Linked DNA regions of Mus musculus: region 2 is linked to region 1. Evidence: chromatin contacts called from public promoter capture Hi-C data. All regions are on one chromosome and are shown on one strand. Each heading gives the region's core, a stretch centred on a gene start, on an enhancer-like site or on the middle of the called end of the contact. The rest is flanking DNA. Distances are from core to core; before and after follow the strand shown.

Region 1 (6,677 bases), core at 1,987-4,486:
CAAATTCAGAGAAACCAAATGGTGCTTTCAAGAGCTTGGAAGAAAAGGAAATGGGAATGTATTGTTTACTAAACATGGAGTTTTAGTTTTGCAACATAAAACATTGTTAGAGAGTTGCAGTAGAAAAGCATGAATAAGTGAATATGTAACACTGTTGAATTGTTTACCTATAAATAGATAAATAATACAATTTTAAGGTTTTTTTTTGTCCTTTATCACAATTCAGAGGTCTTAAACCTGATAGCTCCTCCTATATTTGACTTTTCAGAACTTTCTCTATATACTGCCATCTCTGTCCCCTATGCCCTCTTTACCCCATGCCCATCTGGTTTCAATTATCTCTCAGCATTTCTGGCCTCAGTATACTCAGAGTATCGGACTTTGTTCACCACTTATTTCTAGAAATTTTCGGATCCTTTGGCTTTTGTGAAACTCTCTTTATCCTTTGCTGTTATCTCAGTTACAACTCTTTTAATATTTAGTCTGTTTTCCTGCCTCTTCATAGTTGATGATGTCCTTGGCTTGTGTCTTTTTGAGCCTTTACAGTCTTACCATTTTCCTCATGCAAAGCACAATTACACAGTGCCTGCTATCAAATATATATCTCTGCTCAGGTCTCTCTCTGCCATATCGATTCTATGAGTCCAGTAAAATATTCCAACTCAGCCGGGCGTGGTGGCACACGCCTTTAATCCCAGTACTCGGGAGGCAGAGGCAGGCCAATTGTCGAGTTCAAGGCCAGCCTGGTCTACAAAGTGAGTTCCAGGACAGACAGGGCTGTACAGACAAACCCTGTCTCAAAAAAACAAAAAAACAAACAAAAAAAAGATATTCCAACTAAGCTCCTCAAATGGCACTCAGCTTTCCTCCTGTGTCTTCTAAGTCAGTAACAGCACCCTCCTCCCAGTTTTGCTGGAAAGCCTGTGGTTCACACTAGGACCCTAATTCTCCTTTATACTCCATATCAAATTGTTCTAGAGGGCATTATTCATTCTGCAACTGTCAGTGTTGTATCATCTACCCCCTTCAAGCTGGTCTGCTTCTAATTTTGTCTTCAAGTTATAACCTTCCACATCTTTTTATTGTTTGGGGAGTCCCTTGAACTCCCCTGAGCAACAACTTGAAGGGAAGTGTCCCAATATCTGACACCAGAGATTTTTGTTAAGCAGTCTGGATTGGAGGGAGCATTGTCACTACACTTGCTGTAACTTCATTACATTTTCATTTACATATATTAATTATATTACATATTTATTTTAAGCAAACCTAAAATAATGTTTCTGTAATGGCTGTGGCTTTTTCAATGACTTTTAGTTCTCTTTATCCCCCTTCCCTCCCTTTTCATCTGGATTGCCCTCCCTCCTGCTAGATAAAGCCTCTTCAGTTTTCTAATTGCCCAATTCGTTCTCTTCACCTTGCTTTATAGCTCATTTTACCCCTTCCCCATTCTCTCCTTTAACCTTCATGGTTTCTGTGTTAACTTCAGGTTCTACACTCACCTCTTAAGATTCAGATCTAGAATCCACAAATCAGAGAGAGAAAGCATTTAGGTTGTTTCCAATTTCCAACTGTTATGAACAGAGCAGTGATGAATGTGGCTGAGCAAGTATCTGTAAAACAGGACACTGTGCCCTTTGGATAGATGTCAAGGAATAGTATAGTTTTAGTTATACAATTTGGTAAGATTTCAGCACTACAATAATAATAATAATAAAAAACTACAGTAACGGCACCAAAACAGACTAGGAAATCAACAGAACAAAATAGAAGTCCAAACATGAATGCATGTAGTTTTACAGCATTCTGAATGCATTACCCTGAACTAGAATCAACTTGAAATGGATCAAATAGATCAATGTGAAACCTGTAAAGCTGGAACTGCTATAAGAATAGATGGGTGAAGCCCTACAACATATAGGTGTAGCAAGAGACTTTTGAGCGGGACTCCATTCAATTATGAATTAAGGCAAACAATTAACAAAGAAGACCTCATAAAACTAAAATACTTGTGTACAGAAAATGGAACAATAAGCTAATAGAGAGGAAGCCCATAGTGGGAGAGAATATTTGGCAGCTACTCATCTGATAAACTATCCAGAATATAGGAAGGAAAAAAAAAAAAAAAAAAAAAGGATTCCAGAAAGCCAAGGATCCAGTTTAAAATGGCTGGAGGGAGGGGGCAGCTCCAGATCTGAATAGAGAATTCTCAGAAAAACAAAACAAAACAAACAAAAAAACAAACAAACAAAAAACCCCAAAAAACAAAAACAAAAAAACGCAAAAAACAAAAACAAACCAAAAAAGAGATGAAAAATTGGCTAAGGATTATCGTTAAAACTTTAGCATCTATAGCAATTAGGGAAATGCCAATTAAAACAACTCTGAGGTTCATGTTACCCCAATTTAGAAAGATTAAGGTCAAGAAAACAACTGATAAGAAATTTTGGTGAGGATGTGGGAATGGGAATTCTTGTTCACTTTTGGTGAGATTCCAAACTCGAACAGCTTCTGTGGAAATGAGAGTGGAGAAGTCTCAAACAAACAAATGCCAATCCAAAACAAAAACAAAAACCCCTTGACTTGTGGTTTTTTTTTTTTTTTTTTTTTAATTCTCATCTCATTAAAATTCACCGTACAAAGCTCTTGACTGCAATCTGTTCCAGCTAGATTGTTCTTTGCAAGATATTCTAATGCCTTTTCACTAATACCTCTGCCCATGCACGTTCCCTCTGTCTTGAGTCTTTCTGACCTGCTTGGTTAAGCACCCATCATGACTCAGCTCAGGTATGCTCCCACAGTGTATAATGAAGCACACCTCGTTGTTACCTCACTCTGCTAGTTCTTCCAAAACAGGTAGCAAATTCTTCTTCTTCATCCCAGAATTCCACCGTCCTGCTTCTAGAACCTTGCTTGTAAGTGGTTAAGGCGGGCGTATGTGTGTGTGTGTGTGTTTGCGCGCGCGTGAACTGGAAACACGGCACACAAGGGATTTAATAACAGCATCGTTTAAAAATGTTTTTTTTTTCATATAACTTATTTTCCCCATTGATTTATTGAATATTCTATCACCTAGGCTAGAGGAACAGTGTTGCTAGGTAACAACACGCGTTCGCTGGCGCCTGCGTGGCCCGGATAAGGCGGAGCCACCGCTTCCTCTGCAGAGGGAGGGCGCACGCAGGCGCAGACGGAGAAACTGGTCTCTGTTTCCGCCCTATTGCTTTCAGTTAACTGTGAAAGCAGCGCGCGCAACAGGTCACTTCCGGGACGAGAAAGCCGCACTTACCTAGCGGCGACATGGATGCTGCCGGCGAAAGCGAAGAGCCGGTGAGATACTACTCTGGAGTTGGTTAAATACCTAAGTGGAGATGGGGTGGTGAGCGGCCCAAGGAGTCAAAGAATCGCTCATTCAGCTCCGCTTTTTTTTTTCTCCTCAGGTCTCTGGGGAAGCGTTGTCCATCGCCCATGCGCTCTCTCACCCTCCGGAGTCATATGGCAACGACGTGAGTATGACTCACCTCAACTTCCCGCCCACCCAGCTTTAAATTATAAGCTCCTTTACTGTTTGATATCTTCAGACTTTCCCACCTCAGCCGAAAATAGTACCTTCAAGTCAGTGTAATTGTAGTACTTTAGACCACGTGAAAGTGAGTCGCTAACTTTCTATGATTTAGAAACCACCTGGGAAGCCACAGCACCAGAGGCACAACCAGATTACAGCCCACAGCAGATCAAGTCATAATGTCTGGGGGAAGAAGAGCTAAAACATAGTAGTTTTTAGAGAACCTTTAAAATGAATGATTGCACTGCGCGGTAAAGTGGCACCGGTTTGTGGTGTGTGTCATTTGGACCTCTGTACAAATGTCGGGAGATAAGGGAAGAAAAAGACGACAGAGATAGCAGTCAGGATGTAATGTGTACTAGATGAGTGGTTCAAGCAATAGGATGGAAAGGGCTTAGCAGGAGAGATTTTTAAGGATGGAGGCAGTAGATTACATCTGGGAAATGTCACTGGAACTGGATCCTCAAAGTATAAGTGGACAGAAAATATAGATTCAAAGGTAGGAAAATGTCTTGGTCTAAGGTGGGAGGTGCATGTGTAGATGGATTTTTCTGGCATCATGAAGGGGACAGCAGGCAGGATGAAAAAGGAAAGTCCAGTGGGTACTTGTTCAGATATGCTTATATATAATTTAGCTACATCATTTGTTCTGGAGTTTTACAGAATGGAAAATTGGCTATCTGATAAAGACAAATGATGACTATAGCATTGCTACACTCAGGAAAGTGAAAAATAGTTTCACATGTATTTTTGTCCTCCCAACAACTCTGATGTATGTAAGTGGGTATATTAATGTAAGTTACGTTTAATTTTTTATATAATACAATATATATTACATATGTAATGATAAATTGTATTTTTATTTCATTTAGTATAATAGTTATCACTTGATGCTGGAGAAAAAGATGTCCAGTAGTTCATTGGGTTTTTTTTTGTTTGTTTTTGGTTTATTCAAGACAGGGTTTCTCCGTGTAGCCCTGGCTCTCCTGGAACTCACTCTGTAGATCAGGCTGGCCTCGAACTCAGAAATCTGCCTGCCTCTGCCTCCCAAGTGCTGGGATTAAAGGTGTGCGCCACCACTGCCCAGCAGTTCATTGTTTTTGTTATTCTGTATTGACAGTTTCTTTTGGTCACCGTTGGGACGAAAGATTTATATCGCCAAATCCACTTATTCAGTTTTTATCCCTGACAGCAACATTTTCTGTAGACTTCTTGAGATTTAGCAAGATGTCTTAATTTCTTATCCTTTGCAGGACTGAGATTTCTGAACTGATGTTCTTTCTCTTTTACAGCCTGATATTGAAATGGCTTGGGCCATTCGAGCAATGCAGCATGCTGAAGTCTATTATAAAGTGAGTTGTCATCATTAAGCTGAAATCAGTATGTAATTTTAGTGTATGATGCTATGCTAATCACGGTTCTCAGCAACGTAAATTGTTAAGTTTTCCGTGTTGTTTTAACTACCGAACCCAGGGAACAAGGGTAGAAATGAATTTGATGATGAGAAGTTCTGCTTGTCTGCCCCCTCTTGTTTGCTACCGGGAGGGAAGATGCCTGGCCCAAGAGTAACAGACACTTATATGTCTCCTGAATGAATGGTCACAGAACAAGAGCCAGGCAATACTAGGACTGAAGGGTTCATTCAATCGTCAAAGTAGTAAAAAGGAAAAACAAAAAGAGGGGCTGTTATTGTGACTCTTAAGACCATTTTAATGGTTTCATGCAAGACCTGGTCTGTTACTACTGTCTAAATTAATCTTCTGCCCTGAGAACCATAGGTTTTCTGACGGTGTGGCACTGGAGGGGTAGAAGTCTAAATTAATGACTAGCATCTTTATGTTTGTTCTATTGTCTGGCAGCTGATTTCATCAGTTGACCCACAGTTTCTGAAACTCACCAAAGTAGATGACCAAATCTACTCTGAGTTCCGTGAGATTTTTGAGACACTCAGGGTAGATGTATTGGACCCAGAAGAACTCAAATCAGAATCAGCTAAAGAAGTAAGTATCCTCTTAAGCATTATCTAACATCTGGCCCATAATTTTGATTATATGTTTGTGTATGAGCTTCACATTTTTTCAAGGGACTTAATTAAGGAACCTGGATTTTATATTAATTAAGTCAGCTATGAAATTAATTTCTGTCTCGTGTGCTTTTGGTGTTTATTGAAGACTCTTTTCCCTCATCTTATCTTGAACACTTCAACTACCCCTTTAGATACTCCTTTAAGGGGAGGAGAGGTCAGTTTATTTTGGCAGGAAATTTAGCTGGAAGGGTTGGATGACAAAATAGTTAATAGGGTACAGGGAATAAAAGCAAAACGTAGATCTGTTTTAGAAATCACATTTTAATTTTGGAGTAAAAATATTGAGGGGGTTGGTTACTTTGTTATTTTGCTTTTTGTTTTCCTGATCATAATATTGTGTATAGGGGAAGCAGCAGTCTTAGAGCAAAGAATGTGTTATGATTTTCACTATAAAGCTGCCAGTTACCTCATGATTTGTCTCTTTGACCCTGGCTTTTAGCTTCGCTGGGGAAGCTCAAACCTCTTTCCTGGCTCAAGTACATTAGACTCTTAGGTTCATCAGCTGAGGTGTCGCTTTTTGCATTTATAGAAGTGGAGACCATTCTGCTTAAAATTTGAAGGGATCGTAGAAGATTATAACTACGGGACTTTACTGCGACTGGATTGTTCCCAGGGCTACACTGAAGAGAACACCATCTTTGGTGAGTTTCTTGCCTTGGGCATTGTTTCTGTAAGAGGATCTGGGTTCACTAACAAGGATAATTAGCTCGGAGGTCATCTTATTTTTATATCTTTCAAGGTCCTGTTCCTTAGTGTAACATATATTTGAGTGGCTTTCATGTTAGAATTTGTTTTTAGTCAGTACACATAATTATCTAAGACTAGGACAATCAATTCTATTTACCTTTCAGCACCCAGGATTCAATTTTTTGCCATTGAAATTGCTCGGAACCGGGAAGGCTATAATAAAGCAGTTTCCGTCAGTATTCAGGACAAAGAAGGAGAGGAAGGAGCTGGCAATAAAGAAGAAGCAGCTGAGAAAGGAGCTGATAGTGGAGGAGAAAAAGAGGAAGGAGCCAACAGAGAAGGAGA
Region 2 (6,677 bases), core at 1,092-3,591, 3.8 Mb after region 1:
ACTCTTATAATACTCAAAGTTTTCAAAATTAACATCACAGCAATTTAACTGTTTTCTACTGACAAGCAAACTTTCAATTATTTTCTTTTTATTTAGTCTGCCTTAGTCTACTACTCTTCCAACTTTGTGTCCACTTTGTATGCTTTTCCTCATTTGGATCTTATTTGGAGGAAAGAGAGTTCAATTTAGGTTTTATTATCACTCCTTTCATCATACAACTCTGTAGCTAAGAGTAGAATCTCTTTCCCCACATATAAAAGATCATCTTTTTGTCTCAGTGCAGAGCAGAAAGTGCACTTACATTGCAAATTATATTTATGGAAAAAACAAGAGTCAATTCAAGACTTAACTAAAGTATATTCTCTTTTTTAAAAATGTCCATTGTCTCCTAATCCCAAAATCCTGTTCACCTATTCCCAAAAAGGTCATAATACATATTTCTTCTTTAGTGAAAACATATTTGCACAAATGCAGTTTACTGATGAATTAATTAGCTATTTTTTAAGATTAGAAATATATAACAATGTTTTTATTCAGTAACCCATTATCTAAAGATGAACAATCTTGGAATTCACTCAGTAGTCCTCAGTATTTTTATTTATGTAGTTTTTCTCACTTATGAGTCAGTTCCCCTTCTGAATTCCTTCTCCCCTCCACTCTAAAAAGAAAAAAAAAGAAAGAAAGAAAAAGGAGAAAGAGAGAGAGAGAGAGAGAGAGAGAGAGAGAGAGAGAGAGAGAGAGCTAGAAAAAAAAAAAAACACCCAAGCCTGGCCTCAGTTCCCGTATTTCAAGCCAGGACCAACCAGAAACCAGTTTTCTTCCACTAATCCGGAACTCCGGGCTGTTACCAACGCTGTCATTGGCCAGCGTCAGTCCTTGGTACGTGCCCCAAGATAACCCCCTGGTTTCTGTCCCTTATCCCCCTACAATGGGCCTTCTCCGCTGTTTGTAACACAGTCCTAAAGCACAACACAGCACCTCTGAAAACCAACTCACATTCTTCAAAGTTTTGGGGTGAAAATAAGCAAGGCTAGAGCAGGGCAAGGTACCCTTTCCGACACGCTGGGAGGGGGAAGGGGCAGTCCTTCGAACACCGAACAGCAGGCTCGGGGAGCTCTAAGGGCTGAAGGGCCAGGGGCGGTTGGGGGCACAAGGTGGGGAGGGAGTGGAAAAAGAGTTGGGCTAAGTTGAAACGAAAAGTTTACTAACCAGATCCTCGAAGCTTCTTCGGTGCTCTTTCCCTTCCCAGTCTAAGCGGCGCGGAATCAGCTGGGGGCCGGAGGAAAAGAAAAGGGGGGGGGGTGAAGGAAAAGCCTCTGCTCCCCAGCAGCAGCACCCAGCCTGGAGCCTAATCCTAGACCCTTTAACATTTTCATTTCTCCAGTCCCGACAGCTACTGCCGCTGTGCCGGGGGTTGGGGGTGGGGGGGGGCAGGCCAAAGGGAAGGAAATCCTGAAAAAACACCTCCCGCAGGAATAAAAGGCAGCGAGTTTAGACCCCTGCGTTGTCCGCCCCTTCTAAGCAAAGAACCCGATTTACCCCAAGTGACAACAGCCCCAAGTGTCCAGCTCGAAGGCTCCCTCCGGGCCCCTGCCCTCGGCCCCTGACCTACCTTACCCTTCCTCCAGGTTCTCCCCAGCCCTCCCCACCTCTTCCCAAAAGGGGTCCATACCTGATGCTCTTCGAGCTCTTGCACTAGCACCTGGGGAAGAGGGACACAGGGATGTGAAAGCAGATTGGGGCGCCAACCCATTCCTCCCTCCCCACTTCCAACACAGCCGCTGACTGTAGGAGTAATCGCGGCCGGCCTTTCCCTCACCCTCCAACTGCACTGCTCACCCAGTGCCTCAATTTCCCCAATGGGACCATTCCCCAACACTCCCAGATATCCTTTCCCTCTCACCTGAGCGGATTTGTTACAGGGTCCGGACTGCAAGAACCTTGCGATCAGGTAATACAGCTCTAAAGAAGGGGTTGGGGGTGGGGGGAGACGTTGAGAGAGAGGCAAGGAAAAGAGATACAAGCTTTTTAAAAAAAATCTGACAGCAGTCGCGCAAAGCCCCCATCCCTTTTGCCCCCGGCTCAGCTACCCACCGGCTTCGATCTGGGTAGGTGCCGCCGCCATCCTTTTCCCGAGGGGGTTTGGGGGCTTCGCTCAGGAGGGCTGGCGGGGGCGGGTGGGGGCGCTGCCTCTATTGTGGTGAAGCCCCCATGCTTGGGAGTCCCGCCGCTTCCGCCGCACTCTTCGTCCCAGTTTCGGTCTCTCTCGGATTCATCGCATCACGTTTCGACCCATAGATATTCTAGCCCAAGAGCTGAGGAGGCGGAGGAGGAAGGAGAGCAAGAGAGAAGGAGAGGGAGGAGCTGAAGTCGCCGAGGGGTGGGCGGGGGGAGAGGGGTGGGCGGGGGGAAAGGGGTGGAGCCATAGAAAGAAGGAGGGGGGAAAAGGGAAGGGAGCCGCTTGCAAAGCTCCAGGCTGGCCGCCAGAGGCACTAAGGCGGCCGCCTAGTTCCAGCAGCTAAGCCGGCCTGGGGTTGCCTAGTTACTGCCCAGAGAACAAGGAAGAGGTTCTAAATGCAGGCAGACGCTCTGGCAATCTTCGTCAAACTCTGTGGTGGCGTTGGCGTCCTAGAGCTCCGGAGTTGCTTACCCTTCCTGTAAGGGCAATCGGACCCTTTCCGGTGAGGGAACCTCTCTCCAGACATGATCAAGAGAAACTGGCGAGGGACTGACATGATCTAGCTTACCTTGGGTCACCGAACGGATTTGGTTTGTTTGTTCTTTCTCTACCCCAAGAAAAAGTCGCTAGCTACTGCAAGGTTTTGTTTTCAAACAAGGAACAGCATGCCAAAAGAAAGTGCTGCGCCTACCTGATGAGCAAGGGAATAATATTCTTCTAGAAAACTTCTTGTAGTAGTATCAAGTCTCCCCTTGATTCTGATAAACATTGCGCGCGAAGTTTACACTTTAAGGAGGAGGCCGTTTCCCCCTTCTGAAAAGGTCAACAAGCTCTTTCTTCTCAATTCCTGTAGGATAAGTTGGAACGCTGTTTTGAAATTCTGCCAAAACGTTTTTAAAGTTCTTAACTATTCATTGAAATTTGGATAGAAATGATAGTTTGGTTTGGTTTGTCTTTGAAGTGATATTCTCTGACTTGCTGTCACTATGTATCTATCCAAGGCTCCCCTGGAATTCCATGTCAATCTTCCTGCCTCAGCTTCCCTAGTGCTCATGTGGCAGGCATGTGTCGCCACTCCGGTTGACAAAAAGTCTTTTTTCCACTACCTTGAGACTACAATTGTTTTCATGTATAACTTTAACTCTTAGCACAGCGCTGATTTGATCAAAGGATTTGTATAATAATTGACAGTTTGAGGAAACTGGTTCACTTCCCCAATTTCTCTTAGCATCCCGTTCTCAGGATGTTACTTTGAACAGAATTCATAGAAACAAAACATGATGGGAAAACAAGTACTATTTGAATTGTGTACATTATTTGCTTTGAAATACTCAAATTTGAAGGTTCACATTAATGTATGGCTATAGTGGGAGTTTGGTTTTCAGACTCAGGGAGCTCGGTGATTAAACCACATTGGGCATAGAATTAAATTTAATTCAATTCATAAACTTAACATATCCTTAGCAATTCATTCTGCCAATTTCTTTTATTGAGTAATTAATAACAACATAAGAGTAAAATGCTATGGTTATCTTTGGTATAATCAGTATCTGAAAGAAGTAGATAAAAGAAATATAAAACCTCAGGACAAAATTGTGAGGTGCTTACTGAAATAGTAATTTTTATAGTTCAAGATAATATAATTAACAGCTAACCTTTACCAAGTCATTACTACATATTTTGCCTGCTGTAACTCATTTAATCCTTAACAGTGACCTAGGAGACAGTTTATATTTTTCTCTACCATACTAATATTAAAAATTACTACTAGCCAGGTGTGGTGGCACACGCCTTTAATCCCAGCACTAGGGAGGCAGAGGCAGGCAGATTTCTGAGTTCAAGGCCAGCCTGGTCTACAGAGTGAGTTCCAGGACAGCCAGAGCTACACAGAGAAACCCTGTCTCTAAAAAACAAAAACTAAAACAAAACAAAACAAAAAAACCACCTGCTATATGACTTCAAAGCACTTACATGCTATTGTTTTTCTTATATGTAAATGATAATAAATAATATTCACTGTGTTTGCTAACACACATTTTTTGTAGAACTCATGTGAGAATATATCTCTGTTGTATTCAAAAGGCATGTGACATAATTATCCCAGCGATCACTAAAACTGTAAATTTGGATGCAATTAAGAGAGAAAACTCCACACATTTATGGAAATTTAAGGTAAGAAATTACTTGTACAGAATTAATTTTATTTGTATTTATTCATTTATTGTGTATGTGCAGGGGCAGAGTCACCTGGCCTCCAGGTAAATAATTATGTTAACTGGAATTTGAAATGATAAGGGATTAGGAGTAAAGAAAATGCAGATTAACCTCCTGTGGTCTGATCTACCTATAATCCCAACACTAGGGTGGCTGAGGCAGAAGTGTCTTTAGTTCAAAACTAAACTGGGATACATAGCTAATTCAAAGCTGGCCTGAGAGATAAGGGGAACTGGAAAGAGCACGACATTAGTTTCAGGCGCACAATACCCAATGATTCTAGAATCCTCTACTGACAAAGCAAACTGACACAAGGAAAAATACTTAAAGCCCAAATCCATTTCCACAAAACCAGTCACTAAGGGTAAATTTTGGAGATGATAATTAAGGAAGTGATGAACTAGCAGGAATTTTCTGTACTAAGTTTGTAAGAAGAAAGTTTTTTAAATGTCTGTGTTCCCACAAAAAAATATTCATTCTTTAGAACTAATGCTAACGAATCAAACACTTTGAAGTAATTTAGAAGACAGAATCACCAGTCTGAATCTCTGCCTGACCACATTTGTATCCCCCCCCCCGCGCCCCCACCCCGTGTGTGTGTGTGTGTGTGTGTGTGTGTGTGTGTGTGTGTACATGTGGAGGTCAGAAGACAGCATTTGAGAGTTGCTTTTCTCCCTCCATTATGTGGGTCCCAGGACAGAATCCAGATTGTCAGCTTGGCAGCAAGTACCTTTACCCACTGAGCCATGTTGCTGTCTTTCTTTAACTTTTTTCAAAATTTAGATTAGTAAAGGAAGCAAATTTTCATCTATTATAGGAAAAAAAATGGACTTAAGTAGAAAAATAAGAAATGTTGCTAGGCATTGTGGTATGTTCTTATAATCCTAGCACTGGAAAATTCAGGGCAGAAAAATTAAGAGTTCTGTGGCATCTTTGCTTACACAGTGATTTTGAGACCAACCTGCCTACATGAAAATATCACAAGAAAGAAGGGAAAGAAGAATAAGATATTTAGCAAGTGGCTTGGTGGGTAAAAATGCTTGCCACCAAACCAGCAACCTGAGGTCAGTCCCCAGAACCTACCTGGTGAAGGAGAGAACTGACTCTCTGGAGTTGTTCTCTGACCTCCACACTCTTGCCCTGGCATGCACTTCCCACCCCCACACAAACACACTTCATAAATGTAAAAAATGTTAATAAAAATGTTTACTTGGTAGCTGCATTAGCTTCCTGGGGCTACCATAACAACTTCTAATCCAGAGGGCTTAAGAAAGCAGTGGGTTGGTTTTTTACACATGAAAGCTAGAAATGTAAAATCAGCCACTGGCAGAGTTTGTGCTCCCTCTAAATGCTCTGTAAAAGAATCCTTTTTCCCTTTTCTAGCTTCTGCTGGATCCTTAGCATTCTTTGGTTTGTTGACAGCATACTTCCATTATCTTCCTCCATGTTTAGATAACCTTTGTACATGTGGGGCCCTGTTTCAAATCTTAGCATATTGTGTATATACATGATTCTAGGGACCCACCCAGGGTCTCCCACATTTTGGGCAAGCACACTACCACTTAATGTGTTTTGTTATGAGGACAGGAGTCATTAAATTTTAGGTCTACCTTACATCTAGAATGATCTCATCTTAATGGCATAATTATATCTACAAAGACCTTATTTCCAAGTAAGGTGATATTCACTGGTATTGTGGTTAGAACATGAACATATTTCTGAGGGGTACAATTCACTGAACTATCCTTTACTTTATTATCATCTTTATTTTTATTTTTGTTTGTTTGTTTGTTTTGTTTTTTCAAGACAGGGTTTCTCGGTGTAGCCCTGGCTGTCCTGGAACTCACTCTGTAGACCAGGCTGGCCTCGAACTCAGAAATCTACCTGCCTCTGCCTCCCAAGTGTGCCTCTGCCTCCCAAGGGTTGGGATTAAAGGCATGTGCCACCACTGCCTCGCTCATCTTTATTTTTAAATAAATCTTTTTTGGAGGGAGGGGGTTTCAAGACAGGGTTTTTCTATATAGCCTGGTTATCCTGGAACTCACTCTGTAGACCGGGCTAGCCTCAAACTCAGAAATCCACCTGTCTCTGCCTCCTAAGTACTGGGATTAAAGGCATGTGCCACCACTACCTGGCTAAATAAATCTTATTTGCCATTATTATATGCATGTATTGATGTGTGTGCATGATGTGTGTACACGTGACTTTCAGAGGTCAACTTTGTGGAATTGGTTCTCTCCTTCCCCTTTTATGTGGGTTCCAGGAATTGAACATATTATCCTTT

Evidence for each region. Promoter capture Hi-C pulls out the DNA fragments that hold promoters and counts their contacts.
Region 2: a contact with region 1 is called in a promoter capture Hi-C map of erythroid cells, with 34 times the contacts expected there. The contact joins the promoter of Brwd3 here to the promoter of Pbdc1 in region 1. A contact is called at or near these places in 1 of 39 promoter capture datasets (erythroid cells) and 1 of 484 Hi-C or Micro-C datasets (CD4 T cells).

Annotation. Positions count from the first base shown.
Region 1 is chrX:105,076,520-105,083,196 of GRCm38.p6, forward strand. It overlaps Pbdc1 (polysaccharide biosynthesis domain containing 1), which reads left to right and starts at 3,237. Exons shown (of 6, transcript NM_026312.5): 1 at 3,237-3,324; 2 at 3,435-3,500; 3 at 4,852-4,911; 4 at 5,419-5,559; 5 at 6,175-6,286; 6 at 6,497-6,677. The coding sequence starts at 3,295.
Region 2 is chrX:108,832,005-108,838,681 of GRCm38.p6, forward strand. Brwd3 (bromodomain and WD repeat domain containing 3) reads right to left here and starts at 2,342. Exons shown (of 41, transcript NM_001081477.2): 1 at 2,095-2,342; 2 at 1,904-1,962; 3 at 1,673-1,702; 4 at 1,210-1,269. The coding sequence starts at 2,125. It overlaps 2810403D21Rik (RIKEN cDNA 2810403D21 gene), which reads left to right and starts at 2,474. Exons shown (of 5, transcript NR_015493.2): 1 at 2,474-2,681; 2 at 4,262-4,351.